7 separate regions of the Mus musculus genome follow, and regions 2, 3, 4, 5, 6 and 7 are each linked to region 1. A link is a contact called in public ChIA-PET, HiChIP or PLAC-seq and promoter capture Hi-C data. All regions are on one chromosome and are shown on one strand. Each heading gives the region's core, a stretch centred on a gene start, on an enhancer-like site or on the middle of the called end of the contact. The rest is flanking DNA. Distances are from core to core; before and after follow the strand shown.

Region 1 (3,231 bases), core at 476-2,975:
GATCCATCGTCTGGTACCTCGGGTCTTTTAGTTTTTCCTAAAGTTATGCCTATGCATGGAGTACCACTGTGGCTGATTTGGTGTGATGTGACCTATGATATAGGCCAAATGCCAACTTATTGGCTTCATCCTAGCTTCCTCTCATATAGCACATTCAATGCAGCAGAAAACCTTGTTGGCTCTATCATGGAAATGTATCTGGGGTCTGTCTGGTTTTGCTAGCATTCTGGTCTAAGCCTGATCAGAATGTGTTACAGATACCATTATGTTTCCTTTTAAACTTCCAGTTTCTTCACCCTCCACTTTATTCTTCACAGCTCTGTTGTCTCTCAACTTACACCTGCAATGAATTTCCATTTCATTCAGAATAAAAATTAAGAGTTCGAAGTTCCACATCTGATAGTTCACCCTTTCTTACTCCACCAGCCTCTCTCCCTTGCTCACTAAGTTGGATCCTACCTGCATAGGCTTACTGGCTGTTTCTCCAACATGGCGAACCCATGCCTGACAGGGTAACCTTGCATTTCCTGGGTAAAACAGTCTACTTCCTGACAGTCACATGGCTCCTTTTCTCACATCTTCAGGTCTCTGCTCAAATTCCAAGTGACTTTCCCTGATAAACATGTTTAAAGGAGCACTCACACCCCGAGCTTTGTTTCTCTATGAAATAGATATAAAAGACATTAGGTAATTTGGACTTCCTCACTGAAGCTAAGTTTTATGAGAGCAGGGCTCTTGCACGTAGCTGATTGTAGAACTCCACCTGGCAAATCTGTACCGATTAAGCACTTGCCCCAACGTCACCTCTTGAAATTTAATTTTCTTACTAAAATTAACGTTTGCATTCTTTTCTAATTATATTTCACATACTTGCATTCGTGTGTGTGTCACATTGCAGTACGGATGTCAGAAAACAATTTGTGGGTCCTGGGAATCAAACTCCTGAGTCATCTTGCTGGCCCAAACTTTCTAAATCTTGCTTCTATTGTTTTAATCCATTTGAGCTATAATACCGCTTTTTCTTGTTGTTGTTTTTTGGCTCTATTCCCTTGGCAGGGGAACGAAACCAGAAAAAGGCCTACTGATATCAAATGGTTAAGATCTGTGCTCAAGCACGCTGTTGTATGTCATCGTCTGTTTCTAAGGAGAGGCGTTAAGGCTGACTTCCAAGAAAGACCACGATAAGTTAAGCGACTGGCCACTGAATGATTAGCATCTAGGTATGACAGACTCTACACTGCCTCCTAGCTGTTCGCTCCATTCGTTCAAATCTGGTTAGTGGAACAGTAGGAATCAAAGCTTTGCTTTTGAAAAGCTCCATGTACTAGGGAGAGACCCATATTGCAAATATGTGACGTGTAAACGAATTTATCTAATGTAATATTTTTGTAATGCCACTTTGTGAGTGTGCCTGTATCCCAAAGATTCTGCATACCTACCAACTAGTTCAACTTTCGGAAGGGTCCTGAAAAGCTTTCTTAAAACTGGGACGCTAAAGTCTAGATTTGCTTAGCCAGACTCCGGGAAAACTCTCGTTTGCCTGCACTGACACCATGTAGAGGCAGCTTAAACTACTTGGTAAGTGGGATCAAAAAACTCCGATCTGGAGGCAGGGGTCGACCGCCGTAAGCGAGGCACACCCCAGTTCTCGGGAAAGTGGTAGCGTGGGCTCCGGAGCAGGGTGCGGGCGCGGGGAGGGGCCTGCGGCGGCCCGCCCTCTCCTCGGGGATGCCGGGATGTTTACCCTCCTGACAGCCGCGGCCGCCGGAGGAGGAGCGGAGCCGGGAGGATGGGCCGCCGCTAACCTCGCAGTGGGAAGCGCGGGCCGAGCAGGGTGGGAGCCGGCGCCTGCAGTGGCGCGGGGAGAGGCGATCGGCCCCGGATCCCGCAGCCCTGCAGCCCGCGTAGACCGAGCTGCCCCGGCGCCCCGGTGAGTATGTACGGCCCGGCCGGGTGGGGCCGGTGCGGGGAGCGGGCGGGCCGCGTGGGGCCTCGGGCTCTCGTGCCTCCGAGGACCGCCCGGGACGCCTGCAACTGGCGGAGCGTGGTGCAGGCCGCTGGCTGCAGGAGCTCAGAGTCCGGGCGCTTCGACCCCAGGAAGCTCCACGACGGTGGTGGTGGCGGCAACAGGTCTCCGGGCTCCGACAGGAGGAACTCCAGCGAAGACCCGCCTCCGGGCTGAGCTCATTGGTCACCTTGGCTATTTACAGCTCGAGGATTGGCTCAACCGATTCGGCTGCAGCCCAGTTTAGAAAAGTGAAGTTCACGGACCGGGGAGTCAGTCGAGCGTGAGTGGTGGGGTAGTCAGGTCGAGGTCCGATTGAAACCGATCCAGGGCTGGGATGCAGCAAAGTATGAGCTGAGTCCCAGTGGGGCGAAGGTGAAGTTAGGCCGTGGAAGATGCTGCTAAGCAATGTCGATAGCCTCCGCCTGGTGCTAGAGGCCTTGGAAGACCCACAAGAGATACATTTATTGACTCACATACTATACTCGAATAGCCTAAGTCTTTGCCCGCGCTAAACACTAAGAATATATTTACTTTAAAGTAAGATATGTTTTGTGCCCTTTACAATTCTGGTGATGGAACTGAATATAGCAAAAACAATCTAGAGATGTAAAGGACTTTTTTTTCTTTTTGAGATTACTAACTTTAAAGGTTGTAATTGGATTCAATGCCCGCAGTTTATAGAGCATTATTAGGACCACTCTTTAGTTTCTCCTCCAAGGAATCTGCAGTTCCCGGGAGGAACTGACGTTCATGACGGTGTGCTTTGATAGAGTTGCTTTACAGAATAATGTTCCGAATAAGCTTATTATAAATCTGTTCTCTTCTAGACGATGGGATGTTGATGTGATCCAAGAAAGGTTTAGTACTCATACTCAAAAATTTATAGTTTGGGACAACCGGACAAACTCTGAAAATGATGAATAAAAGATAAAGCCTGCAGTGCTTTGTAGCATTTCTCACTAGTATTCATGGCTGCAGTATTTCGTGATGGCCAGTGCACTTTATTGAACTAACATGCAACCTAAGCAGTTATTTCATCTTCACAGCTATCTGCCACCACTCCGAGAGACCCGGACCATAATTTGCTTTACATCCCAAACCGTTGCATCTTCTGCTTCGGCTGGCGAGGGGTAGGGGCGTGTGGAGGGAAACTTTACTTCTTAGAGGGTCAGAAAAATGGATGATGAGAGGAGGGCCTTTGGAGAAAGTGCAGAAGGGACAGA
Region 2 (3,231 bases), core at 347-2,846, 440 kb after region 1:
AGAGGGAGTGGAAAGAGTGTAAAAGCCAGAGGACCAGGACGTCTGCTACAAGATAGTGTCTTTTAGGTATACGGGAAGGGTATCATCATGAAACCTCAATAAATGGCTTACTACCTTAGCAAGACCTTAATGGTGACAAGATCAGTTGATATGCTAAAGTTCATGAGGGAAATCTCAGAGGCCCCCACTCAAGATGAAGCATGAAAGGTAGTTAAGGACTGCTGAATATAAGAATTAGACTTTCGCATGGTGAGCTCCCTAACTAGTTATGTGATACCAGGTAGTCAACCCTATGTACACACAGACAAACACAGACACATACACACACACCTACACATCTACACATCTACACACACACACACACACACACATACACCACTAAACAAACTCAGTAGGTTATACCTTCAGGTGTGTGTGTGTGTGTGTGTGTGTGTGTGAGTGTGTGTATACATGTGTAGGGGTGTGTGTGTATGAGTGTATGTGTGTGTAGGGATGCGTTTATTTGTAGGTGTGTGTGTAGCAATAAAAGTTAAAGAATAAATGGTATGAATTAGGGATGAATCTGTGTATTTGGACATAGGAGGGTTCTGGGGAAAAGAGAGAGTGGGGGGAAATAATGCAAATTCAATATACATGTGAAATTGATCAGGGATGTGTGTGGTGGGGTGGGGAAATACTATGATCAAAAGAAACAAGTTAACTTTGTAAAAGACAAGGCTTGGTTTTCATTGCTCTTCTTTCATTGGTAAATAGCACAGAGCAACCCCAAATGTAGGGGCACTCCTGTCTTGAAGCAGAATTCACTGATGCACAGAGGAGAGTCTCACTCCACCACTCAAGGAGATACCTGCATAAAACTCAATGAAACCACCACCAGCAGCCCTGAAAAACAAATTGGGAGGCTCTTTAAAGCCAGTGAAGGTAGTTTTGCATAGGAAAGCCACATCACCGAGGAAATAGGCATACCATTTGAGTCTGAGCTCCTTATGGTAAATAACAGGAGTTGGCAGACATAAGCAGAAAGACAGTTGGTTTGGGTCACTTGGTCGTCTTCAACGAACTTCAGAGCCTCGTACCAGCTTAGTCACTGTGTTATCTTGCCAACCCCTATGTTGTTATACTCATGTGGAAGCTTGTCATATCTTGGGTAAGAAAATTATTGATGACTTGGGAGGGATGTATTGTTTTTGAATAAAGCTTCCTTAAAAAGATATTAAAAAGGAGCAATATTTATATAGTTTAAAACTGTTTTCCTTTAGAGGAAAATTGAGACGAACCGCTAACAGCATAATTACTTGAATTAAGGAAGTAAGAAGCCATTGCACTGACTTTGAACGACCTTTTTTTTTTTTTTTTTAACTTCCTGCAAAGAGGACCCTTTACAGTATTTTTGGAGAAGTTAGTAAAACCGAATCTGACATCACCATTTAGCAGTGCATGTAGCTAGCAAGTGGTTTGTTCTTAGGGTAAGAGAGTAGGAAACTTGCTCCCCATCTGATAAGACAGAGTGCAAAGTATGCGTTCTTTTCTTTTAGTTTTGACTTAGCTTTACAGAGACAAACTTCAAGAGAGATAACCATTATTTTGCCTTTCAGGGAGACCCTATTTCTTAGGGGCACAGCTGATCTCCAGATATGACCATGGGTTTGTGGCTCAAACTTCTGGCCTTTGGATTTGCCCTTCTGGACACAGAAGTCTTTGTCACAGGTAAGCACACCCATATTCATTTTTACTTCCTTGTATTTTGTTGATTTTGTGGCAAAGGCTAGGTTGAAATGGCTATTTTTAAAAGTTGCGTGTGATGGATATTGAAAGTAAGAAGATTCGTTACTCCATGTTCAAGTTTGCCGTTGTTCAGAGAAACAAGGCCTAGTGGAGGGCAGCATACACTGCTTCTGTTCAAAATACATAAATGTTTCGGGGAAAGATCACACTTTAATAGGAAAGTTGACTCTCTTTGTCTCTCTTTATTTGGAAACTGTTCAGGAATGTAGCTAAAGCAATTGATCCAACCTGCATCTGCTATGGTTAGAGGAATTGTTAATTAAGTCAGCTTTTAATGCTTTTGATCAAAATATGAAAGGTTTAAAATCACGAGACAGCTTTGCTTGTGTGTAAGCCAGTCTCTTCAGACAAAGGGTTGTTTCCTCAAATGTTAATGATTATTAAAATAGGGTTTTGAATGCTCAGCTACAGAAAGGCTGAAGAGCACATTAGGTGCTTTAAAAACTCTCCGTGTTGTCTTACCATCGAATGTGTTTTGAATTAATCATTTTAGTTCTGAGATAATGCTTCCTATGAATTCTGCTGTGGAAATTCTGGTAGAGCCACCGCCCTTCCTGGGTGATGGGTACAGAGTACAGCCTTGAAAAGGTAGACGTGTGTTACAGTTCATAAAATTCCTACAAATGCTGTGTCCTTCAGGACAGGGTGACCAGGCAGGCACTGCTTACTGAAGGTTCAGTCCTTCTTACATATCTGGTCTGGTCAATAATTATTTCTGGAGTAGTTTCTCTTTGAGACATGAGTTGATTATCAAGTTACAGCTAGATGGCATTTCTCCTTGTAGTGTTTAATCTAAGATACTTTTAAATGGGGAAAATAGTTAATTGTATCAGAATTCAATTTTATTTTTTTCCTGATGTTCACTCCTCTCGTTTCCAAAGAAATCCCTGGTACTAAGCCGGCTAACGTCTGCTCTGTGTTGTCTGAGGGCCTGGAAAAGAAATGCAGCCTCAGATACTTGTTTGTTGATGTTATCACAATAAGTTTGTTTTGCTTTTTAATTGGAAAGATGGATTTTTTTTTCAAAAGAAAATCCAGTTAGGTAAGTTGCGAATTTGCTTGGATGAGGTTTATCTGGCATAAGATGATTTTAAACAATGCAGGGCACCACAGAATCTTGTCACAATGCACCAACTACTTCCCAGGTCGTGAGCTCTCTATGATTTTTGTTATAATGTAAAGAGAATTATAGAGAAGAATTGAAGATTGTACATTTTATCATATATTGGCATATTTCCACTGTAAGTCCCCACTCGGGGCAATTTTCCGATTTTCTTTAAATGGGTGAGAAAGAACATTAAGGTACCTTCAGATTGTAGAGCAAGTCACCCCCAAATTATAAATTAGGATATTGATATTTTTTGCACAAGAAACATCTTTGAATTCACCATAAAAATGTACATAAAGGGTCCTAGAAACCTTTAAATCAACTTTCCTAAATACTTT
Region 3 (3,231 bases), core at 502-3,001, 430 kb after region 1:
ACCTGAGAGTCCAGAGCCAACAGAACCCTGAGCCCTGTGAAGACTCAGAGAGGAACAAGGAGAGAGAAGCACTGACCAAGAAAGGCAACCTGGGCTGACAGACTGACTACAAAAGCGGCATAGCCAAAATGGTTGGGTTATATAAAGAAGGGCAATGAGGAAGGGCAGCCCAGACTCTGGCCTGGAGAAGTTTAGAATGAGCGTGGGGGTATGCCATACTCTGAAACAGGTAGGGACTGAAGGATGCTGGGAGCATGGCTGCCAGGTTCAATTATCTGCAGCCAATTATCCAGGGTTTGAGACAACATCAAGGAACTATAGGTCCAAGTGAGTTCTTTCACAAAAGCAGATTCCAACTTGGTTTTTATAGCCACCTACAGGGACTACTAACCAGAGCAGTACTATCTTGTAGCCAAGCAAATGTGAGTGTTTTGGGGGAGGGGTAAGATTTATTTATCTTTATTTCATGAGTATTTTGTCTGCAGTTATGTAAGTGCATCGGGAGCATGCCTGCTGCCTGCTGAGGTCAGAAGAAGGCATCAGTTTTACAAGTAGTTCTGAGTTGCCATGTGGCTGCTGGAAACTAAACCCCAGGTTTTCTCCAAGAGCAGTAAATGTTCCTTATAATTGATGACTTGTCTTTCCAGCCATTGGGCTGGGTTTTTGGTGCATGGGCTTCAGGTAGCTCACTCATGGATCAGCAGCAACACAAGGGCACAACTAACAGGGCAGATTGTGTTAGCTGGTGGGCAGGATGAACATGTAGTGTGCCGCGTTTTTCCTTTCAAATCCCTTCCTGACATCACAGAAACAATTAACCTCTTGTAATGAGGTTTTCACACATGTCTTCAGGTACAGTGCAGATTTTCAACCCATTCCTGATGTTCCCAAGTCCCACCTTCTACATTTAAATGAAGATGGTCCTGTATGGAGATGGGTCTATGTCAGTATCATTCTGAGCATACCCAATCTCTCCTATATGGAGTTGGAATGATGATGAATCAGGGACAGGAGGTAGACTTGTAAGGCATACATGTGAGTTGGGGTACTAGAGGAGGCCTTCCCTGTATGGGAAGAGCTGCTGGCCCTAATGTGCTTGTAATATGCATGTGAACTTTGAGATGTTGTCATGCGGAAGGAATTACACTTCTGCAACTCACTTCCACCACACAACACCCAGGGGAACGCTAACCCAGGCGTTGGACCAAACCCATACATCTGTAAATTTGATATTCAACTTCACTGGGTGCTATGCAACCCAGTCTGTTACTTCCTGCTCCAGCAACCCTACCTCCTCCAGGTTCCCAGGAGGAAGTCCCAGACAAGGGATGGGATTGCAGCAAGCAGTTCAGCTTCCCTGTTTAGTACAAAGAGTTATGAAGGTGGGTAAGAAGGCTGAGCTGGGGGCAGGCATTGTTAAAAGGGGAACCGCTGGCTTCCTGTGAGTGTGGGTTCTTCTCACCCCAGCCTGCAACAGGGAGGAAGCCATTGACTTCATCTGAGAGGCTGTACATAAACATCTCTGAACCTGGGGCTCCAAGGTCCTTTGCATTGTGGATCAGAAAGGCTCTCTCTAGTGACACAGAAGACCCCATGTTGCTACTGCTAAGGCCACCAAGCTTCTGGTCTCCCATGCCCCTCGGCTCCTGCCACAGCTGTGGATCCGTGCCTCTCCTTTTGAGCTTACAGGGTTCACAGCACATGCTTTGCAGCTGCACCACCCAGCTAGAGGCTAGAGGAGTGCAGCAAGCTGAGAGCATTTCCGCCCACATCAGAAGGCAGAGAGAAGTTTGCGGAGAGCTACAATGAGCCCTCCACCAACTGCTTTACATCTTCTAGGCCAAGATTTCTCAGTCTTTGCCATGCATCATTGGATGGGAGACCACATGGACAGAGCTCTGTGGTGGGAGCTGGCCTTAAAAAAAATGCATGGGTTTTAGGCGTAAGAATTCTTTCCTTATCTTTGCTTTCCAGCAGCTCTGTTCAACACATCTCGGCTCCGGCTCTGATTCCTGCTCTCTCTTAGGATTTTGGGGCACTACACACATTCTGGGCTCAGGGAGAAAAGGCAGAGAAAGGAGAGCTAGTAAGAGCTTGAGGAAAGGAAAGGAAGGGAACAGAGAAGGAGGGGGGGAGAGGGAAAAAGAGAGAAGGAGGGAGAAGGGAGGGAGGGAGGGAGGGAGGGAGGGAGGGAGGGAGGGAGGGAGGGAGAATAGGAACGTGAATGAATACATCAACCAAGATTTTCTTAAAACATCACAATATAAAAGCAAAGCAGGGAAAGAAAATGGGAAACAATTATAAGACAAAAATGTGAGAATCTGGGATTAAGGGAAAATCAGAAGTTCTTTCCTTCATCCACAGCTACCCATTCTCACTGAAGTTCAGGGAACAGCCTGAGAGGTTTTCCACCATCCCCTCCCACTAACGTGCCAGTGGGCATGAGTCAGCCAGGATCTTTATTTTTGCTTCTGCCTCCTAGGTGACTTTTTCCTTAACCTGCCCCACCTCCTACACTTGGACCATAATTGCTGCCCCCATTCCCTTTCCTGTTCTCTGTCTACTCACTCACCCACTCCAGCAAGCATCCCTGATCACTTCCTCCTTCAAGCTAGAACACTCCAGTCACCATGATAGTCCAGTCACAGCACCCTTTAACTGTTTGCTTACAAGTCTGTTTTCTCTTCTAGAGCATGAGATGCTGTCAAGTGTGGGATTTCTCTTGCCTTAGTTTTTGTGCCCTGAGATACTATGACCAATGGCAAAAACAGCCCACAGCCCTCAAAGAGCAAATACAGGAATCCTCCAGAGGGAGAAAGTTTTCCTCCACATATTGTTGCTATCACAAAATCTGTGCTGCTCTAAGTCAAGAAAACAGACAACTCACTTCTTAAAAACAAATTATTTCAGAACATCACTGTATAAACTACATGTGTGTGTGTGTATACATATATGTGTGTATATATATATATATATATATATATATATATAGTACCATAATTTTTCATACTTCTTGTCTTGAATTTAGCATGTTTCATTTTTACACTAAGAATTTATGTGGTAGCCAGAGAAACCCCAAAATTCAATTCTCAGCTTTGTAATTTTTAGTTCAGAAAAAAAGGGGGTGGTTGGAAAAAGCCTCTTTCTTAGAAATACTAACCACGCCTTTCATTTATGGTGACTGGCATATGTTTCAACTGTAGAACCAATGCCTCTGGCCAAGAGAGAGAC
Region 4 (3,231 bases), core at 408-2,907, 410 kb after region 1:
GGAACTTAAATGATCTTTGTTTTCCATTAAAGAGTAATTATCACTTTGAAACTTGAAATTTGGGTGAATTCCAAAATGCAACTAGTAACTTCCCTTGAATCATGTAACGTTGAGTGGGAAGCAGTGGTCAGTCTCAGGTAGTGTGTTACAGTCTAATGAGAATTTCCTAACTCTTTGTCTTTGACCACTCACAGCAAATTATGAAGAAGTCAGCAGCTTTCTTTTTTGGTCATCCCTTATGTCTCTAGCTTTTCTAGTGGAGTTATTCTTACCAGTGATGGGTGCATAAACCCAGGCTTCTGCTTCATGAACTTCTAGAAAAGTCCTTCCTCCCTTACAAGGGAGATGAGCTACCTATCCACACCTATTCCTCTTTGTGTTCTCCCCTTCCCCCTCCCCCTCTCCCTCTCTCTATATATTAGTAGCTGTGTTTCTAACCCTGGCCCAGTAACCCAACTGGAACTCTGAGAATCACTGGAGGGTTTAAGGATGTACACTTGTTCCATTAAAGCCTGAATAGTTTTCACATTGCAGTCACAGATCCAATGCAGCAGAAGATCAAGAGGTGCAGGATCCCGAGCACAAGCACTAAGAACCTGGCGTGGCAGCATTCTCCAGGTTGTAGTTTTCTCTGCCACTCAGTTTGGAAGGCAGATCAGTGGCTGACCTTTGAGGAACTGCAGCAGGTCAAGAGAGAAAGAGAGCCTGCCAATGGATAATGGATAATTGATGCAAGCAAGAAACTAACTTTTGCTCCCTAAATCTCTGAGATGATGATATGTTTACCCCGTACTTCACAAGCTACCTAATCTTGACTCAACTCTTGTTACAAGGGTGGCCTAACCCTCTTCTCCTCATTTAAGGAAGTTACACAACCCACACTAGCCCTGCTAGATCTCTACTTAAAGTCTAAGTATAAATAACAAAATACGTTTTGAAAGCCCAAATACAGAGGTCATGATATAACCTCATTTCTTGTCTGCTGGAGGTAGGCAAAGGGCAAAGGGGCAAATGCAGAGGTAGGTTGGAGAAGATCTCTGAGATCTGCTGGAGATGAGGGCAGAGAGAGGAAGGGAGGAGGTCTGTTACAGAGTTGGGGTGAGACTGCGGTGGTTGGATCTGGGGGAGAGGAAGGTGAAGATTTACAATTAACCTACACATATCCCTGTTCTTTCTTCCTTCCTTCCTTCCTTCCTTCCTTCCTTCCTTCCTTCCTTCCTTCCTTCCTTCCTCTCTCTCTCTCTCTGTCTCTCTCTCTCTCTCTCTCTCTCTCTTTCTCTCTCTCTCTCTCTCTCTGTCCCCCCCCCTCTTTCTTGCTTGCTTCCTTCCTTTTGAGCCTATGCAAGATAGTATTTGAACTAAGGGATCTAGACTAAGGGAGCCATTCTCACTTGACCTATTCTTTTCAGTCTTGTCCAAGAGATGCTATCCCTAAAAACACTAGCTCAAAAACACTGCATTTCTATACTACTGACTTGCAAAATATGGATGAAAGTTAGTTAATTTCCAACTGCATGTTACTTTTCAGTAAGGGCACTGGAAAGGATTTTGGAAGCTTGAAGACAAGGACAGCTCTAAGGATATGCTAGCTTCTCTATCGTCCGTGGTAGGAGCTCTGGAAGACTACACTGACAAGGCCCCAGAATCTGGGGACAGAGCCCAGGACATCAAGTACTAATCATCACTTCATCATGATCCCAGAGCCAAGTCTCTCACTGACTCTTGAATTTGCCTCATTGAGAAATTATTTTCCGGAAAAAGTCAAAGTCCACACCAATGATACTTAATCATTAACTAAGCTGTACAGAGTAGGCTCAGCCCACTTAAAAAAAATGTAGAGCCTTAAGTGAGGCATTTGCAAAACAGAAATTAAACCAATATATTGAATTGTGTATGTAGGTTCATCAACTTTTTAATACCTATTACTTTTCAAATTATCTTTTTAGTGTTACTAAGCAGTAATAATCTAAGGCAAAACTCAGAAATAGGAAATGTGTTTTATAGTGAATAACTCATTGTGGGGGTTTGAATGGGTATGTCCCCCATAGATCCATGTGCCCATAGTAGGGGCACTATTAAGAGGTTGGAGTACATGTGTCAAAGTAGGGATGGGTTTTCATGTCTCCTGTGTTCAAGCTATGTTCTATGACAGTCTCCTTCTACTGCCTGAGGTTCAAGATGCAGAACTCTCAGCTTCTTCTCTAGCTCCATGTCTGCTGACTGCCACCTGGTTTCCCGCCATGATAATAATAGAAGTTTTGTCTTCCTACTTTGAGTCACAGATGGAGGGAAGTATGTGTGGTAAAATAGATAATGGTCTCTAATAAAATGTGTGTGTGTGTGTTTTTTTTTTATTCTAAGTAATTTACAGTACCCTTTAGGGTATTTACATGGTTAAAAATTATTAATAAAAAATAAACTCAGAGGCAAGTATCTTGGCCTTTAATTAAAGTAGTCTACAGGCAGAGGCAGGTGGAGCTCTCTGAGTTCGAGGCCAGCCTGGTCTACAGAATGAGTTCAGGACTACACAGAAAAACCATGTTTGAAAAAACATAATAATAATAATAATAACAGTAGTAGTAATACAAACAAACACCGACTCGAACTTAAGATATACTTCCAAGTTCTTCCTTTAGAACATGTCATTCTTCCATAAAGATGAGACCATCCACCACAATGGTCTTCATGGCCACATATGGCATGGCAGACCTTCTCAGAATGTCTTCCATCCCTCCTACGGCATTCCACTGGCTTCCAGATTGAGATTTAACACTCTACATAAAGAAAACCAGTAAAAGCAAGTTTGTAATTCCCCCAATATTTAGATCTTAATTGTTAATAAAATGAAAATGACTGAAGGCTCATCCATGAGATAATTCAATGCTGAATCTCACTTTAAATCTTTTTTTTTTTTTAATCTTAGTAACATTTGTTATAGTTGATTCATCCTTATTTCATCTACGTATTTGGATTTTAGAATGTTACACATTTCTGACTTTTCTGATGTCATTGGCTACTCATTCATAGGTTCTTGCTGATTTGATTTCAAATCTCCAGTCTCTAAAGTTTAATGGGCATCAGAGCTGATTTTAGGACTTGCTAGTTTCATGCTTCCTACAGCTCTCTACACAGTGCCCTGTGTGTTCTGGTGACTCAAAATATCTCTATTCTTTTGTCTGAAATCCACAATTTAATTTGCATTGTTCTAGGCATGAAGGAGAATCAGGAGAA
Region 5 (3,231 bases), core at 419-2,918, 370 kb after region 1:
TACAGAGGGAAACAAAGCATTTTAATTCAGGTAACCAACTTCCATTCTTTCTTCATCTCTCATCTTTATCAGTTCCGTGTCCATGTCTATGACCTCTATTTGTAATCATTACCTCTATCTCTGTCTCCTCTGTCATAATCTCTACTTTCCTCACTCCCAGTTCCATTCTAGGATTATGGGCTGGGAATGAAATAGGATCCAGGAAGTTCTCTACTGAATAACATTGGGCTGATTTTAGAATCAATTAGTTTTTGAGTCAGGCATCAAGCTGGTCGTAGGTTATTCTAAGAAATGTTAATATTCCAAGATAGTCCAGATCTGACATCTTAGCAGACAGAACCAGATTTTTCCCTCAGTAATGTTTTCTTTGGGACTTGTTTGAACACAAGTTGAGTAACCTCAAATAAGCAAAAGATGTGAAAATGGAAAACACAGTAGAAGGAAGAAAGCTTCTCCTGGCTTGGCAACTACTGTACCATGAACTGTATCCACTCTGAGTAATCAACTCTTCAAAACAATTTATTTTTAGTGGAGGGCAATGTTTAGCTTTTCCAAAGATTATGTTTTTAAAGTGTTATTTTTTTAAAAATATAGTTTACTAAAAGATGGCTTAGTGGCTAAAGTACTGAGTTCAGATTCCCCAGCACCCATGTAACAGCCTGCTATGGCTATGTGCACACCTATAACACCAATGCTATGGCAGTCAGAGATAGGAAGATCTCTCTCTCTCTCTCTCTCTCTCTCTCTCTCTCTCTCTCTCTCTCACACACACACACACACACACACACACACACACACACACACATCTGATTACTGGAGGGATTTGACTTCATTTTCTTTGATCCAAAGTGATTTCTATTGCTCCAGCTGAAACCTGCTTATCTAGAACCTTCCCTGTGGTCCTCTCTTAGTTTTCTATACAGTTCACACTTTTAAAGCTTTTGTGAATTGCATTTTCCAGATGAAAGGTTGTTAAGAGCCATGTCATTCAGAGTAGGTAGTTTAGCATACCATAACCAAAGTGGGATTAGAGACCCCATCCCCTACAGTTAAGGCACACTCAACCCAAGTTGTACTTAAAATTAGGATCTGGATCTCAAATAAATCATTTCCCCTTGTCACTAAAGAAACATGCAACTAAAGAAAAAAAAGTGCCCTGAGATGCTGTAGGATAAGTATTCCTTAACGAAATAAAACCATGACCTAGGAACCATAGAAAAATGAGGATCAAAAGTAAGTCATAAAAGATTGAATGATCTACACAATATAATCCCTTGAATTCAGTAACTATTTCAAAATTTCCTAATTTTATGTATTACACTATGTAGATATAAAGTGGAATTGTGGGAAGGTGTAAACTGAGAGCTAGTGAATTCAGAAAGTGGTCTTTAGAAGGGAAACTTCCAGTTGCCCAGTGTTGCATAGTTGTTTCATCCAGATTGGAATGAACATTCCATTCAGTAGGGAAAACTCCTTAAGGCAAGAAGGTAAAGAACTCAAAACAGCTTCAGGAAGTTCCCAAAACTGACCAAATTCACTAGGTCCCTTCCTCCCAAGGCAAAACAGTCCAAACTGCTGTGAGTCACTCTCAGATAAGCCAAGCTGCAAAGAGGACTCTCAGATCACAGCCACACCTAAACCAGCAGAAACCAGCAGAAAGTCCCTGAAGACCTTTAGACAAATCAGTCAAATGGAAAGGACACGCTAACCTAGTGAGCTGTCTGTAGGCTATGCAGAGTGTTCCAGGTGACCAGCTTTTCTGTACTGTTGCCCGTGCTAGAGTGTGCTTTATTGGGGTAGCTGTCTGTGAGTCATTTTTACTCATGTCAATAACTCCAAAAAGAAATCTCATTAACTTGGACTTTGGTGGTATCTATACTTTGGTCTGTTTAGAGTACCTATCTGGGATGAATAGATGTATGTGAATGTGTGTGTGTGTGTGTGTGTGTGTGTGTGTGTGTGTGTGTGTGATCATGTGATCTCAGGAAAATTTTGTAACACAACATCTGAATAGTGACATTGATCAGTTTCTTGAAGACACATACTAAAATTTTGTTAAGGGAAACACCTGTTATCATTTTGTCAAATCATAGGACCAGGAAAAAAATGTCACTTTCCTCTTTCCTAAATGTTTTATTGTAATAAAAGTAGGGATGGAAGATAGAAGCAGAAAGACACAGAAATTACTCAACAAGGAATGCTTTTGGTTTCCATTACTTTCCCCAATATCTCAACACTTGCTAGTGTCCACGACCCAAGGTAGAAACAGGCGCAGGCAAAGCTACCCAGAGCCAAGCAGAAGCTCAGAGACACATGGGTGTGGCTGCTGATGTTAGTCCTATTGAATGCTTCCTGTCATAAAAAAGGAAGTGTAGAAGTGTGTGTACATCCTTCTGCTTTAGACCTCTCTCTCTCTCTCTCTCTCTCTCTCTCTCTCTCTCTCTCTCTCTCTCTCTCTCTCTCTCTCTCTGCTTGTATGTATGCATGTGTGTGTGAGCCTCCAGGGTGTGTGTGTGTGTGTGTGTGTGTGTGTGTGTGTGTGTGATGGTGTGTGCACGTATTTGTCAGTTTGGATATGTGTTTCTATGCAGGAAGGTAGGCAGAAGGGAGGGCTGCTTGTGGTAAGTCAGCCCTCCTTAAGGGCAGTTGTTGATGCTTCCAGGGTGCCGGATATCACTCTCCATTCTCAAGGTCTGGGAATGATTGTCTTTAATTACCTGTTTGGTTTTACTCCCATATTTCTGGACTACTACATCTGTTTTGAATTTTCTGTCAATTACTAAAGCAATATATATTCCACGAAGAAAATTTAGGAAATACAGAAGACAGGAAAATAAAATAAAATGGGCTCATAACTCTGTCATCCTGCAGTAACCACATTAGCATTTTGCTCTGTTCTTCCAAGCGTTCGGTTTTACAAAACCGGGATGATGTTGTAGATGATGCTTTATGCTCTCCTCTGTTCCTGTCTATCCATTTCCCTGCATCCAACCCTCCTCATCCTTTAGCATCTACTCAGCTGTTGTCTCTAGGGGTCGTCTGGTAGAGTCCATGATCCTTCCATAAAATCGCTTGTTTGCTTCAACATTCTAATCTTTCTCTGTGAACCCTCTAAATGTTTAGCTACTGTTCGATTGTGTGGCCAATACTCCTAGAGGAAAACAATATATTACTGTGCTAACCCCTCAGAATGTTGTTCCTCTATCCCAATATCCCTAGCTCTGTATTCCC
Region 6 (3,231 bases), core at 475-2,974, 350 kb after region 1:
ATCGGATATGTGCCCAGTACCATCCTTGGAACAAAGATACCATGTCTATTGTATCTTATAATAGTTTATTATTCCAGGAATTTTAATTATGAGTAGAGATATTTGAATACAAGGCTTGAGAATTTTCTAGACTATTTAAACTGGTAGGTTCTGGATTGCTTGCCTTTCTGTAACATTATTGCATTCACACTCTCTTGCGATTGCATGCATGGTTTTGTCATGGCAAAAGGATATAGAGTGTTAGTAATGGTTTTAAGTACCTTCCTCCTTCCCTGCCTTTGCTGTCACCCCTCTAGAGTTGTGGTGGTGCTCACATGGCAGAATGTTCGGAAACCAATTCACCATAAGAAAGGGGAAGGGTTTTACTGCCACTGCAAACACCAGAGAATGAACACTGTCTGCCTGCTTCCTGTCTGACATCCCAGAAGTCACATAAGCAACATTTTAGAGACACTGCAACCCCCTTCCTATCCGATTTTGAATCTATCTGCAGACAAAGCAGGAAAATGCTATAAAGATGAATGACACTTCAAATTGTTACATATTAGTAAATGATAGAGAGAATCCTGGAAAAACATAGATCTTGGCTTAGGGAACCAGAATTCAAGATGTCAGTCTTGTATAAAAACTATATGAAATGTCTATACTGCATTGTTTAGGAGCTGGCTGCAGATGGAGACCTGGTCCAACTCCTATTGGTTCCAAGTCTTCTCTGTGTGACCGTGAGCATCCTAAAAATGCTGCTTAGCATCATGTCTTCCTTCCACAAAGACCATTGTGAAAAGTAAACAAAATAAATACTGAGCATGGTAGCTGATGTTGTATTTTTGTCTTTTAAAATATTGCCTTGGGCAAATCATAAAACCTATTTTTTGCATTCATGAATTAGAAATAGTTTTGATGCCTTACTCACACCGTGCATGTCAATAAGAGTAGGAAGAAAGTTAAAGACACTCACATGCAAACATAGATATATATGTCTAAATCAGAAGGCAGCAAATGAGACCAAAACAGAGACATTTAAGATGTTGGGATGTAAAAGGCTACCCAGAGAGGGAAAGCAAGCTGTTAAACGTTATCTCAATTTAATGAAACTGTAAATAGCTGCTCAAAAAGCATCAAGCAAATTGGTTTAACTTGTCTTCCTCCTTCCCTTTCTTTGCCGTCACTCCTATTAGAATCTTCTCCTCTGTTGTTGGTGCTCACGTGGCTGGGTGTTCAGAAACCAATTCACCACAAGGAAGGGAAAGAGTTACTGCTTAGTGATGGACTTGATCAGAAAGTTGCCTGTCTCTACACCATTTCACAGTATGGTGCCAACTGAGGTGTAAGTGTGTAAAAGAAGATGCAGAGGTAGGCTTAAGCCTATATCCATAACCTCAGAGCTATTCATTTTGCACACGGCCTCTCAAAAGCATCCACCCCAATTAACAAAAACCCCTTCCTGGTGTGGAGTGTGGAACATGCAGCTGCAGAGTTCCTCCTAATGGCTTAAGGTTTCACTAGGAAAGTAGTAACATCACAGTTCAAATCCAGGTCTGCTTGACAAGGACTCCCATGGTCCTCTCCCTCGTCCCTCTGCATTTTCTGACCAGCCCCTTGGGTGACACTTACTTTTCTTTGCCTCATCTAGCTTGTCCTTGGCCCTTTTCTCTGCCTGCAGGAGCTGTTGGATCCCCTGAGACTGGCTGGTCATGGTGTCTTGCTCCAAGGAAGGTGACTTCGGTGGAAGCTGGGAGATACGGGTCCTTTTCAACTTGTTTTGTCAACAGTGAACACATAGGTGTTTGTTCCAAACTTGCCTGATTGGATCAAAGAGTTGGATGCCAAGGTGAGCTCAAGGAGGAATCCAGGAAAACAAGTTAGTGACTCCAAGACACTGGCAATTCACTGTCACTGACTTGAGCTCTGTATTAACAAGGCAACTATACAGGGCTCCCAGGTTTCCTTAAAGAAATAGGTAGGACATCTCTAGGAACAATATTTGCCACCATATACCCCCACATCCCAATACTGACCTGTTGCTGAATTGCCTTTCAGGTTACAATGTTTCTCCCTGCACCTTGTATTTGCAATAATTTCTCAGGCCTTTATCTGTCTCTGTGATTGAATTATCTGCTTGAGGAAAATTGATTTTCCTTCTTCAAGGAAAGAGATTGTCTGTCTTTGTGGGTGAAGATCTATTTTCTTCTTGTCCTAGGCCTCAGGTAGAAAAGGAAGACCATTAGGGCACCTTATGCTGTTCTCTTGTAAGGCTTTGTTGGAGTTCATGATGATCTTACTACAGTGCTTCAGGCAACAATAGGAGGGATTATTGTCCTGCACTTGAGGTTAGTTTAGGCATATCTTTTCTGTTACTTTGTATCTATGTCCATCTATGCACAATGTACAGTGATGTCCACATATTTCACCTGATTCTGTACAGTAAGAGACAAATAAGAAAGCTACTCAAGTAAAGAATGCAACGTAACATTTCTATGCATCCAATGCTTGTATTGGAAAGGAGGGGTTGGTTCCTTTTTCACTTAGATGGTATGACCCACCAGTGGGTTTTTCATGGACTTCAGCTTGAAAAACTTCTGTCACTTAGTCTGTCAGGTGCAATTTCTTCCAATAGGTGCCTGGATTTAAACACAAATTTAAAAAGGAGGGCCAAGCCTTTTAAGGTTTCAAAGATTATTTTTTCCTAATCTTTTCAAGTGTCTCATCTATACCAGTGGAACAGGAAACAGCCATATCAGGCTCCTTTCAGTATGCACTTCTTGGCATCCACAAAAGTGCCTGGGTTTGGTAACTGTATATGGAATGAATTCCCAGGTGGGACAGTCTCTGGGTGGCCTTTCCTTTAGTCTCCGCTCTACACTTTATCTCCATATTTGCTCCTGTGAGTAATTTGTTCTCCTTCTAAGAAGAACCAAAGTTTCCACACTTTAATCTTCCTTCTTCTTCAGCTTCATGTTGTCTGTTAATTGTATCCTGGTTATTTCAAACTTTTGGGTTAGTATCCAGTTATCAGTGAGTACATACCATGTGTTTTCTTTTGGGACTGGGTTACCTCACTCAGGATGATATTTTCTAGTTCTATCCATTTGCCTAAGAATTTCATGAATTCATCATTTTTAATAGCTGAGTAGTATTCCATTGTGTAAATGTACCTGACTTTGTCTCCTCTTCCCTCCTTCCTCTCTGTTTTCTCTCTCTCTCCTTCTTCCCTTCCTTCCTTCCTTCCTT
Region 7 (3,231 bases), core at 546-3,045, 340 kb before region 1:
ACAGACACGCTCTCCATAGATAGGATATTGTACACAGGCTTTCCTGAAATCTTTATTGTACTTGAACATGCTCAAAGTAGAGAGCTGTTCACACACTCCAAGGTAACAAAACCTAACAAAAATTATTTTCTTAATATCAACTATTTTTAAGGAATTTGGACATTGGCCTCCTCATTAAATCCCCCCCCCCACACACACACACACACACACACACAGAACAGAAAGTTTGTTTCAGTTCCTTCACAAGTACTAGTTTGGGTTTGTTTTTTTTTTTTTTTTTTCTTCCTAATTTCTTATACTACATGCTTAGCCCATTTATTTGGTACATTTCAAAAGGCAGACTGAAATATAGTGAGATACTCAAAGCAAACAAAAATTTGGTATTGTAGAGTTTCTTTCCATCAGAAGGTATAAGATTAAGTCTGGGGATGTAGCTCACCAGTGCACAGTATCTGCCCTAGAGTGCTTGAAGCCTTGGGTTTGACCATAATGGGAGGGAGAGGCAGGGGACTGTTAAAGGAAAAGACATCACAATGCACAAAAGTGATGGTGTATATTTCAATTACCCTGTTAAGACTAGTGCCTTTGTACATTGGCTTGTTTAATACATAATTTCTTTAAGATATTAATGCTATCTCTCACTTCTAAACAAACATTGATTTTAAATATATATATATATATATATATATATATATATATATATATATATATATATATATAACATGACATTCTTTAGAACTGGAGGGAAAGACAACCCATACAAATTAATTTATAAATATCCACTTCTCCACTTCCTCATCCCACCCGCTATTAACTTGTTTCATGAGCATAAACCGGGCTCCAGCTATCTTTTTTTTTAATTCCCTCATAGTACAATAAATTGTCCAAAGAGTAAGTTGTGTGTTTTTTTTTAATCACCCTGTCCTCTATGGTGTCAAATATTAAAGGAAATATTCTAAAATGTGTAACATTTCTATCTTCATAAGATATTTAGAATTTGTCTTAGGTAAATAAATCCTGACTCGGTAATACTTCTCTGCAATCTACAGGGCCTTTCACTGTGGCTCTAACACACAGTGAGGTAGAACGGAAGAGGAGGGGGCGGTCAAAGAAGACGAGATTTCTTCCCAAAGTAAAGTTTCCAGAGAAAAAGCTGCAAATACCCATCTCTAAGACACCTCCAAGCAGAGCCGCCACCGTTATTCAAATTGCTTTTTACCTACTCCCTACAAGTAAAATGGCCAATGGTGAAGAGCCACCTTAGTGCATATACCACTCTGCAAGCAGCACACACACTCAGCGGCTGCACAAACAAACACCGCTTTCATTTTAAACGAAGGGAAAGCATCAGAAAGCAACCCTGGCCACCCTGAAAAATCACCCTAAAGGGAACCACGGCGATCCTAACGCCGGGGGAGCGGTTCCCTAACCACCGCTCGCAGAGCCGCCCGCCCGTCCGCCCGCCCGCCCGCCCGCCGCGGCGCACGGCCGACCCGGCCCGGGGAAGACCGGTCGCCGGCCGGGCAGGCTTTGCGGCCTAGCGCCGACCTCCGCGCAGCGGGCCGTACCGGGCAGGCCGCACCCGGGGCCGCGGAGGCCTGGCCCCGCCGCCGCTCACCTGGTCCTGCGGTCCATGGTCACATGTCGCTGCGGGGCTGCCGTCGCCCCGCGCCCGCACGCCCGCACGCCGTCCGGGACGCGCTGCTCCGAGCGGCGGCTGGCCCACGGCGCCCTCCGCGGCCTCGCGGGGACAGCACCGCGGCGACGCCGCCCCCGCCCCTGCCCCTGCCCCCGCCTCTCGGTTCCCGCGACCCGGCCGGCGGCGGCTTCGCCACCTTCCGCGAACCAGGAAGTCGGCGGGAGGGGGAGGGGGCGCACGGGGACGCGCCCGGCGGCTGCACCTGGCCGCGCGGGCTCCGGGCAGGACCTGCCCTCCTGCTGTCCTGGGCACCGGCTCCTGCGATCCCCGGCCTGGGAAAGCACTTCTGCCCCGGGGTTCCCACATCACGACTCCCATTCATTGCAAATTGGGAGCTCGAGTGGATGCTCTGACTTCCGCCTCACTCCTGCCCGTGGCCCCGGTAGTGCTCTCTCGGAAACCCAGAGCCGCCCCCTCCTGATTCAGGAATGTTCAGACTTCATGCACCTGCTAACCAGCTCTGCCAAACTGCTCAAGGACAGGCTCCAGTTGCCGGCACATATGGGAAACACATTCCTGCCGCAGACACCGGACGCACAGCCAGGGACTTAACTTTTGAACACACAGTAGCAGGCCCCCTAGAGTGTCGTTCTAGGGGAGCTGAGAGGGCACCACGAAGGATGGAGGAGGTGGAACCTGATGTGTTTCTGTAAGCAGTGACAAACACTGGCTTGGTGTTTTCAACACCTGAGCTATAGGTAGGTACCTTAATCCAGAGCAAGAGACTGGATCTGAGATAAGGAAGCAGTAGGCAGTGGCAAAGTTGGAATCTAACCAAGCTCAGCTGCTGCTGATTCTTACTGTGGCTTCTTACTGCCTCGTCTGCTGCTGTCTCAGATGCAGGATCTACTAAGAAGACATTTAGAAAGATTTATGGTAGACGTTGAAAACATTGTCCAGGGCTGGAGAGTCACACAGACTCCTTAGGGACTGGAGAAGGCTTTCTCCCAGCTAGCATTCCCCCTTGACAAGGCTAGAGTGACTGTCATGCAGTAAGGGTTACTTCAGACTGTATCCATCCACACAGAAAGTACGAGAATGAGGAAACCAACATGGTATGAATGTGGTATGAGTCACGACACATAAAAGTCAGACACGGAGCCTTGGAAAATAAAGACTAGATTTGATCTTATACTTTCCTGCTAAAAAAAAAAAAAAAAAAAAAAAAAAACGGTGTTGCTCCATCAAGATAGAAAGATATAGTCCACAGCCACAAACCTCTTACTTTAAAAAAAAAAAAAAAAAAATGAGCTCCCAATGTGGTTGAAAAACAAAACAAAATGTCAGAGCATACTGTTTTTGTCACAGCTTGTCTTGGCGTGGGATATTAACTTCAGTTTCTCGCTTCCTACATTTGTAAAATGGGAATTATGATTCGCCTGTCACATGAGGACTGTGCTGTTCAAGTTTAAAATTGCAATGCTTCTTGTGAGATATTTGGAGAAATCAGTGAATTTCAGTTTCACAATTAGGCCAACTATACCATGTTTATATGGTTTTCCCATATAAAGATTTTTGCTGCCTAACTAACA

Evidence for each region. Promoter capture Hi-C pulls out the DNA fragments that hold promoters and counts their contacts. ChIA-PET counts read pairs in DNA pulled down with a chosen protein or histone mark. HiChIP or PLAC-seq counts read pairs in DNA pulled down with a chosen protein or histone mark. Capture Hi-C pulls out chosen DNA fragments and counts their contacts.
Region 2: a contact with region 1 is called in an RNA polymerase II ChIA-PET map of memory CD8 T cells, with 762 read pairs. The contact joins the promoter of Ptprc here to the promoter of Nek7 in region 1. A contact is called at or near these places in 9 of 39 promoter capture datasets (the C10 cell line, the HPC-7 cell line, HPC-7-derived erythroid cells and 6 more), 7 of 484 Hi-C or Micro-C datasets (B cells, CD4 T cells, CD8 T cells and 4 more), 14 of 115 datasets of contacts at active chromatin or transcription factors (the 230-238 cell line, the SCID.adh cell line, Th17 cells and 9 more) and 3 of 9 other capture datasets (adipose tissue, liver and macrophages).
Region 3: a promoter capture Hi-C map of pre-B cells shows a contact between it and region 1, with 5 times the contacts expected there. The contact joins the enhancer-like site here to the promoter of Nek7 in region 1. A contact is called at or near these places in 5 of 39 promoter capture datasets (the C10 cell line, the HPC-7 cell line, hematopoietic stem and progenitor cells and 2 more), 7 of 484 Hi-C or Micro-C datasets (B cells, the C10 cell line, CD8 T cells and 4 more), 8 of 115 datasets of contacts at active chromatin or transcription factors (the 230-238 cell line, the SCID.adh cell line, bone marrow-derived macrophages and 4 more) and 1 of 9 other capture datasets (liver).
Region 4: a contact with region 1 is called in a promoter capture Hi-C map of liver, with 2.5 times the contacts expected there. The contact joins the enhancer-like site here to the promoter of Nek7 in region 1. A contact is called at or near these places in 5 of 39 promoter capture datasets (the HPC-7 cell line, hippocampal neurons, liver and 1 more), 2 of 484 Hi-C or Micro-C datasets (both in liver), 4 of 115 datasets of contacts at active chromatin or transcription factors (the SCID.adh cell line, bone marrow-derived macrophages, effector CD8 T cells and 1 more) and 1 of 9 other capture datasets (liver).
Region 5: a contact with region 1 is called in an RNA polymerase II ChIA-PET map of memory CD8 T cells, with 39 read pairs. The contact joins the enhancer-like site here to the promoter of Nek7 in region 1. A contact is called at or near these places in 9 of 39 promoter capture datasets (the C10 cell line, the HPC-7 cell line, hematopoietic stem and progenitor cells and 5 more), 2 of 484 Hi-C or Micro-C datasets (CD4 T cells and pre-B cells), 5 of 115 datasets of contacts at active chromatin or transcription factors (bone marrow-derived macrophages, memory CD8 T cells, pancreatic cancer cells and 1 more) and 1 of 9 other capture datasets (adipose tissue).
Region 6: an H3K4me3 HiChIP or PLAC-seq map of bone marrow-derived macrophages shows a contact between it and region 1, with 5 times the contacts expected there. The contact joins the promoter of Atp6v1g3 here to the promoter of Nek7 in region 1. A contact is called at or near these places in 10 of 39 promoter capture datasets (the 3T3-L1 cell line, 3T3-L1-derived adipocytes, the C10 cell line and 5 more), 4 of 484 Hi-C or Micro-C datasets (B cells, CD4 T cells, epidermal suprabasal cells and 1 more), 6 of 115 datasets of contacts at active chromatin or transcription factors (the 230-238 cell line, the SCID.adh cell line, T-cell acute lymphoblastic leukemia and 3 more) and 2 of 9 other capture datasets (adipose tissue and liver).
Region 7: a promoter capture Hi-C map of liver shows a contact between it and region 1, with 2.0 times the contacts expected there. The contact joins the promoter of Dennd1b here to the promoter of Nek7 in region 1. A contact is called at or near these places in 6 of 39 promoter capture datasets (the 3T3-L1 cell line, the C10 cell line, cranial neural crest and 2 more), 7 of 484 Hi-C or Micro-C datasets (the G1E-ER4 cell line, Th1 cells, embryonic stem cells and 1 more), 6 of 115 datasets of contacts at active chromatin or transcription factors (astrocytes, effector CD8 T cells, embryonic stem cells and 3 more) and 2 of 9 other capture datasets (adipose tissue and liver).

Annotation. Positions count from the first base shown.
Region 1 is chr1:138,618,251-138,621,481 of GRCm38.p6, reverse strand. It overlaps Nek7 (NIMA (never in mitosis gene a)-related expressed kinase 7), which reads left to right and starts at 1,725. Exons shown (of 10, transcript NM_021605.4): 1 at 1,725-1,930.
Region 2 is chr1:138,173,491-138,176,721 of GRCm38.p6, reverse strand. Ptprc (protein tyrosine phosphatase, receptor type, C) reads left to right here and starts at 1,596. Exons shown (of 32, transcript NM_001111316.2): 1 at 1,596-1,707. The coding sequence starts at 1,635.
Region 3 is chr1:138,190,316-138,193,546 of GRCm38.p6, reverse strand. No RefSeq gene overlaps it. Among named protein-coding and RNA genes, the nearest start is that of Ptprc, 17 kb to the right of the region's middle. Within about 2 kb of position 1,751, at least 151 of the 459 cell types and tissues checked have an H3K27ac peak or open chromatin away from gene starts, as enhancers often do. A contact at or near this core is called in the 230-238 cell line, B cells, CD8 T cells and 9 more, where this site is marked.
Region 4 is chr1:138,208,442-138,211,672 of GRCm38.p6, reverse strand. No RefSeq gene overlaps it. Among named protein-coding and RNA genes, the nearest start is that of Ptprc, 35 kb to the right of the region's middle. Within about 2 kb of position 1,657, at least 25 of the 459 cell types and tissues checked have an H3K27ac peak or open chromatin away from gene starts, as enhancers often do. A contact at or near this core is called in liver and neutrophils, where this site is marked.
Region 5 is chr1:138,247,393-138,250,623 of GRCm38.p6, reverse strand. No RefSeq gene overlaps it. Among named protein-coding and RNA genes, the nearest start is that of Atp6v1g3, 25 kb to the left of the region's middle. Within about 2 kb of position 1,668, at least 60 of the 459 cell types and tissues checked have an H3K27ac peak or open chromatin away from gene starts, as enhancers often do. A contact at or near this core is called in bone marrow-derived macrophages, memory CD8 T cells and regulatory T cells, where this site is marked.
Region 6 is chr1:138,272,231-138,275,461 of GRCm38.p6, reverse strand. Atp6v1g3 (ATPase, H+ transporting, lysosomal V1 subunit G3) reads right to left here and starts at 1,724. Exons shown (of 3, transcript NM_177397.3): 1 at 1,615-1,724. The coding sequence starts at 1,696.
Region 7 is chr1:138,962,273-138,965,503 of GRCm38.p6, reverse strand. Dennd1b (DENN/MADD domain containing 1B) reads right to left here and starts at 1,795. Exons shown (of 22, transcript NM_001166501.1): 1 at 1,619-1,795. The coding sequence starts at 1,635.